2 separate regions of the Sus scrofa genome follow, and region 2 is linked to region 1. The links are chromatin contacts, called in public Hi-C maps. All regions are on one chromosome and are shown on one strand. Each heading gives the region's core, a stretch centred on a gene start, on an enhancer-like site or on the middle of the called end of the contact. The rest is flanking DNA. Distances are from core to core; before and after follow the strand shown.

The links. A called contact is a pair of places that touch in the nucleus more often than the background predicts.
Region 2: a contact with region 1 is called in a Hi-C map of liver, with 8 times the contacts expected there. The contact joins the promoter of NUS1 here to the promoter of MCM9 in region 1. A contact is called at or near these places in 1 of 47 Hi-C or Micro-C datasets (liver) and 1 of 2 datasets of contacts at active chromatin or transcription factors (alveolar macrophages).

The regions. Positions count from the first base shown.
Region 1 is chr1:43,170,378-43,173,869 of Sscrofa11.1, forward strand. MCM9 (DNA helicase MCM9) reads left to right here and starts at 1,529. Exons shown (of 16, transcript XM_003353232.4): 1 at 1,529-1,837.
Region 2 is chr1:44,184,609-44,188,100 of Sscrofa11.1, forward strand. It overlaps NUS1 (dehydrodolichyl diphosphate synthase complex subunit NUS1), which reads right to left and starts at 1,616. Exons shown (of 5, transcript XM_001928072.7): 1 at 987-1,616. The coding sequence starts at 1,401.

The sequences.
Region 1 (3,492 bases), core at 279-2,778:
ATGCAGGTATATATAGCAGCTTTATCTACAACTGGCAAAACCTGGAAGCAACCAGAATGTCCTTCCATAGGTAAGTGGATAAATAAAATGTGGTACATCCAGACAATGGAATATCATTCAGTGCCAAGAACAAATGAGATGCCAATCGTAGAAAGGTATAAGGAATTTTTTTAAAGAAAAAACATAATTTAAGAATATATGTTACTAAGTGAAAAAGCCAATCTGAAGAGGCAACATACTATACGATTTCGATTTCGATTTTGACAATATGATATCCTGGAGAACTATGGAAACAGTAAAAAAAAGATCAGTTGTTGCTAGGGCTTAGGTGGGTGGGAGGGATGAATAACCAGAACACAGATTTTTAGGGCCTTGAAACTATTCTGCATGACACTACAGTGCTGGATACATTTTATATGTCTGTCAAAACTGACAATGTGTAACACCTAGAACAAACCCTACTATAAACCATGGACTTTGAGTGATGAGGTGTTAATCCAGGTTCATTAGTTCTAACAAATGCACCACTCTGGTAAAGGGATATTGATAGTGAGGGAGACTGTATATGTGTGTGGGGGGGGGGCAAGGATTATGTGGTAAATCTTTGTACTTCCTGCTCAATTTTGCTAGGAAAAATAAATTTTATTATTAAAAATTTAATAAAATTTTAAAAATCAATTGTATTTCTACATGCTAGAAAAGAACCACCAGAAATTGAAAATATCATATTCGTAGCATCAAAAGTATGTTTCCTCTTTCCTCATGATTTTTGGGATAAATTTGAGAGATAAAAGATCACACATTGTTGAAATTATATAACACCAAAATAAATGATCAAGTAAATTCTTCCCATATTGACCTAGAGATTCTATGTAACCCCAACAAAAATCCCAGGTTTTCAACAGAAAATGACATGCTGGGTTTACAATTCATATGTGAACAGAAGAGCCCAAACAACTTTGAAAGAGAGCAAAATTGGAAGCCAAATACTATCTGATTTCAAGACTCATTACAGTTAGAGTAATTAAGACAACGTCGTGTTTTCATAAACGAGAGAACCTGGGAACAGAATTTAAGTCTTAGACCAACATACATAAGGACAACTGATTTTTGAACAGGTGCAAAGGCTATGCAGTGGAAAAAGTTCTCTCCATAAATGGTTCACATGCCAAAAAGTTACCCAAGATCCGTACTTTGCATCATATCTCAAAATTACCTCTAAATGGATCATAGACCTACACATAAAAATTTCATTTTGAAATTTCTTGTAAGAAAACATGGGCGAAAATCTTTGTGGGCTTAAGTCTGGCAGATATCTTAGCTCAAACCGCACAACCTCTCAAGAACAGCGCACAGCCCGGCCCCTCCCCGGCGCCCGCTCCGCCGGCCCGCCCGGGGTGGGGGGGGTGGATTTCCTCCCGGCCAGGCCCGCCCCGCCTTGCCCCGCCCGGGACCCTCCCAGCCAGTCCCGCCCCGCCCCGCCCCGCCTCTCTCCTCCCACGGCGCCTGGCGGGGCGCGCGCCCGCCCGTTTCTTCACCGGAAGAGCCACCAGAGCCGCCAAGTTGAGGCGGTGCGCGGCCCGGCGTCCGTCGGGAGCGCGGGCCCGACCGAGCCGCCCGCGTGGCTTCTGTCTCACCCGGGCGCGAGGCGGGCCCGCCGGAGCCTGCGCGCCCCCGCGGCCGACTGCGCCTGGAGCGGCCCTGCCCCGCCCCCATCTGGGGCCTCCTCCCGCCTCTCCAGCCCCGGCGCGACTCCACCACTCGGCCTGAGTTCTGTTCGCCCCTCGGCCTTGGGAGCAGCGTTCTCCCGGGGACTTCTGACTCCGCGTATCCGCCAGTAAGTGAGACCGCTGCCTCGTTTTACCATTATTTATTTCTCCTGCAGGGCATCCCAGGTTTCACCCACACCTGGTTAGTTCCAAAACTAATGAACTCCAGGACCAGGCCGGCGACAGAACGGCCCGTAGCCGAGCCTGGGAAGTGTCCGAGACCTGATAAGTTGTTGTAGGGTACCGCCTGCGACCAGAGACGGAAGTGTGGAACGTGGTTCTCTCGGCACAACTCTACTCCACATTTGCTGAGCGCCCGCGGGGAGCCGGCGGCGAAGAAGCTGGCGGGCGGGGAAGGGGCGGTGCTACTTGGGCGGGGCTTAGGGCTCGAGGGGCGTGGCTCCCTCCCGAGGGCGGTACGGCGGGTGGGCAGGCTGCGATTCCCTGTGATCTAGCTAGAGGTTGGCTCGTCTGAGTACTCCCAGGTTTTTTTTTCGTTGGCGCGTTACTTTACTTAGAGGATACAGTAGCAAAACTTGGCCTTATTTATTTTATCTTCAAATAGTCAAAAGGAAAAGGAACTTGAAAGTTGCAAAACACTGCCACCAGTCTAAATCTGGGTGAGCATGTTTCTAGGGTTAGCAAACTGCTTGGAACAGTTGTGCCCAGATGTTGAAAGTGAATGCTAGTTTTTTAGTGATGTTATTTCGAAAAGACTAAGCCAAATCTTAATATGAACCATGAATTCGGCTGCTGCCCTCTTCCTGCCGTATGTGAGGCTTCCTTTAAAATTGCTAAATTTGTGGCTCCAGATTTAATATGCATTTATAGAACTTTAGAGATTGTCTTATAGCCACTCTTGGGATTCCAGATATTTTCTTTTAAGCAAAGGCCACATCATGAGAATACTGTATGATTAGGTGAATGATTAGATGGTTACTGTTTGATTAGTTGGAATGATTAATATGATTGCTATATGATTGGTTGTTCCTTCCCAAATGCTTTTTCTACTTTAGACTTAGCTGATTTTTATTTTATTTTTTTGGCTGCACTCCTGGAATGGGGAAATTCCAAGGTGAAGTATCAAACCCTTGCCACGTAGCGGCAACACCAGATCCTTAACTCACTGAGCCACCAGGGAACTTTTTGCTTAGCTGAGTTTATATTTCCTAACCTAAACAAAATACTTAAATCAACAGTGACCATTATTTACTTTCACAAGTTGTCTTGCCTATACCATGCTCATCTCTTGATCTCATACTGGCATGGCATAAGTGTCAGATTTTTAACCTAACTATGGTATACCCCCTTTACTCCTTCCACACTTCCTAGGAGGTTCCCAGAGAAGGCAAAATATTGCTAATAGCGTGTAACATGTATTTAGGATGCTAAACTGTGAATGTCATAAGTCTTCTTTTATCTTTCTATTTCTAGAGCCTAGTACAGTAAATGGTAGTTGAATGAAATAAGTCAAAGGACATTTGTCCTCCAGCAGTCTGTTTACAAACCAAATAAGAACTTAGATGATCCACTTGGACAGTTTATTTGTAACCGTCCTTTGCCATGTCTGGATTATCACCCCATTTAAATTTAACCCTTTTCTCATTTGCGCTCCTATTTGTATACCATTTTTGCCACTGTTAGAGCACTGTTTCGTTTGATCTGTTCCTTGGTTCTCTGAGGGCATAGAGGACCTTTTATTGTGCTTTTTCATTTCCCAGAA
Region 2 (3,492 bases), core at 366-2,865, 1.0 Mb after region 1:
CATTCAGAGCCTTCCCCAGCCTTATCTCCTACTCATTCTTTCAATGTCTGGCTTAAATCTCCTCTCCTCTCCATTAACTTCTCAAGTTCCTCCATTCAGAATTTCTCTTCCCCCTTCTCACAGCAGTTACTCACTCCTAACATTTATTACTGAGCATGCCACTCATGTGAGTGTGTGTCTACTCCCCACAAGTCTAGAGTCCTTGGAATTAAATGTAAGAATCTCAAGCAGATGCCAAGCACTGTGGTTTAGATTTGTAGCTTCCCCATAAATGTTGAATTTTTGTAGCTGCAGAAATTCCCTATGGTGAAAATTTTCTCAACTAAAACTTATGGGAGGACAATTACTGTGTCAAGTACTGCCTTGGCCACTAGAGATCGAGGATCCCACATCATCCCAGACCTCTGATGACAGAAAGTGACCACTTTCCTTTCTTCTTATCCAGTCTCCCACGTACTTTTCATAAGCCCACTTCAAATGCCACCTGTCCCCAACCACTGAGCTTAGACATAAATCCTCCTCAGCTTGCTGTGATTTACCAACAGTGCCTTGAGCTTCTCTGAAGAACCACATCGGTGTAACAAAAAGCTAAAACTGAGGAAAAGCACAGACTGGCTAAAATTTCAATCCTATTACTACCTTTCTAACTTTGGTCAAATCAGTGAGTTCTGTTGATTTCGGCTCCCTCAGTTGTGAAACAAGGGTATACAAACATTACCCACCTTCTTGAGACGTTATAACGAATAAGAAATATTTTTAAATACACAGAAAGCGACTGAAAGCGAATCAGGGACTTAATAGGTGTGCAATTAAGCCTATTTCCCTTCCTCGAAAGCGCTAGCACCCTAATTTGCCCTTAAGAGTTTCGGAACAGGTAAACTCGCGGAGCCGGGAGAACTGCGGTGAACGGCGCGCCCCAAGTACACCTGCGGGAGGTGCGGTCCCTGTGGCCACAGACGCCCCGGCATCGCCACTCCAGGCCTCACCTTGGTGGTCGTAGACGCTAATGTAAGAGATGCCCACGGCCATACACCACACCACGAGGCTTGCGATGTCCGAGAAGCTGGGCTCCTGCTCCTCCTCGGTGATCACCAGGCCCATGTGCACAGGCAGCTTCTCCAGAGAACGGCAGTCCGCGCGCCAGCGTAGTCGTGGGTGGGCGGCGGCCGAGGCCGACCCCCCTCGTGGATGCCGGTGGTGACGGCGGTTCCGGCCGACAGCCGGGGGCTTGCGGAGCGTGAAGCCGAGCGGCGCTAGGACCGCGGCGGAGGCGGCGCGACAGCAACGCCGCCAGATCCAGTTCCAGGTGCCGAACCGAACGCGGAGCCAGGAGGTGAGCGTGCGGTGCAGGCAGAGCAGAGCGTGCAGCACCCGCCACACCAACTCGTACAGCCCCGTCATACTCTCGTGGCGCCCGGGCGTCCTCCCTTCTCCCTCCCACACCCGCGGCGCGACCGCTTTTTATCCGGCCCTGCGGCCGGCGCGGGCCATTGCTCCGCGTTCCCCGCCCCCCGCAGCCGAACCCCTTTCTACTGCCAACACCTCATCTCGCCCCCGCCGCCATCTTCCTCCTACCTCGGCAGCCCCGCCCCAGCTAGTACATGGACAGTTCTGATTGGTCGGCGTGGAACTCTGACGCGGCCTCTAGGTCGGAGGATGTGGCCTAGCCTGACGACTGGAGGGAGGGCGTGCGCCTGCGAACTAGATGGGCGGAGGACGGACAGCGCCCCCTACAAGTGTGGAGGGTGAGGAGCAGGATCCCACCCTCCCCCTCCCGAGCGGGTCTTCTTAGTTGGACTGGGTGTTGGGTCCTGGGAGTCTTATTATACTGTCTGTTCTCGCAGACTCGCCAGAAACGGGAAACGGCTCCCATGGAGTGAAAATGGCTCAGATGGATTGGAAATTTTAAATGCCGGAAAGAACCTGAGGGTAAAAAAGTAGCCCTCAGTAAGTGTTGGTGCTGGAGGTCAACCACGGTTTCCAAAAGGAAATGTATGCTGAGGCAAAAAAGTGTGTCCTGTAGAGAGGTCTTTGGTCAAACCTTTTAGCTGAGGCTAATTCTTCCAAGAATGGCAATGAGGATATTGTTCCTGAATTAAAGGTAATCTTCCTGAAACACTGCTTTCTGCCCACGCCATTCCTCGCCAAATGGTATCCTTACAGGCTATTCATTGCTTAGTACTTAAAAGAGAGCTCCATCGCCTGCCACTCCAGTCACTCCAGTCATTTCATTCATTCATTCATTCATTCATTCATTCAGCGATTGTAACTACCAGCTCGATTGACCTCAGCCACCATCTCTGTTTGATGTAAAGTGTGGTATCATCGTTTTTACACAGCCAATCTGGAGTTCCTGTCCTGGCACAGTGGAAATGAATCAGAGTAGGAACAATGAGGTTTCGGGTTCTGTCCTTGGCCTCGCTCAGTAGGTTAAGGATCTGGCGTTGCTGTGGCTGTGGCATAGACCGGCAGTTGTAGCTCGGATTGGACCCCTAGCCTGGGAGCTTCCGCATGCCACAGGTGCGGCCCTAAAAAGCAAAAAGAAAGAAAGAAAGAAAGAAATTAGGCTACATACTCCACAGACACCCCTGCCCCCGCGTGCGCGCCCATCCCCAGCTGACAACTTGCCACATTTCTCTGATGTTCTCTCTCTTTTTTTTTTTTTGTCTTTTTGCCTTTTGGGGGCCACTCCCGAGGCATATGGAGGTTCCCAGGCTAGGGGTCCAATCGGAGCTGTAGCTGCCAGCCTACGCCAGAGCCACAGCAACGCGGGATCCAAGCCGCGTCTGAAACCTACACCACAGCTCACGGCAATGCTGGATCCTTACCACTGAGCAAGACCTCAACCTCATGGTTCCTAGTCGGATTCGTTAACCCCTGAGACACGACGGGAACTCCGGGAAGAGAAGGAAGCCCACTTCTCTTCTTTGGCATCTAGTAGGCTAGGAATGACAATGCCCAGGGGTTGCTCCCATTTCTGCCTGGAATTCTGCACTGAGAAGGAGGCAGATTCATTCATTGCCTTTTATTGTCAACCACAATTCTGGGACAATAAAAGGAAAACTGCACTATGGTGTCCTGATATATGTATATACATTCAATCCAAAGAAGTTTATGAACTTCTTTCTTTTCTGAATGATTTCTTATTTTGTTATTCCCCCCTCCTCCAAAAAAAGGAATAAAATGTGGCACTTTTAGGAGCTTTAAGGTTTCGGAATACAAATTTTGGATTTCTTAAACATATCTAAACTCCTCGAATTCCATGAACAGAAAAATGCAGAAAGAATTCCACAGCCTCAGAAAGATATTAAGTCCCAAACATGATGGGAATAGTGTTTGATTTCTTTTCAGTTTACAAAAATATTTTAAAGTTAACTTAATCTTTACAACCAAGCATATGACCTGTGTAGGTCAGATGGAACTATCTCAGTTTTACAGAAAAGAAAACTGTTAGGTTAATGTGTAAGTGTCTGGACTCTAAGGAAGAGCCTT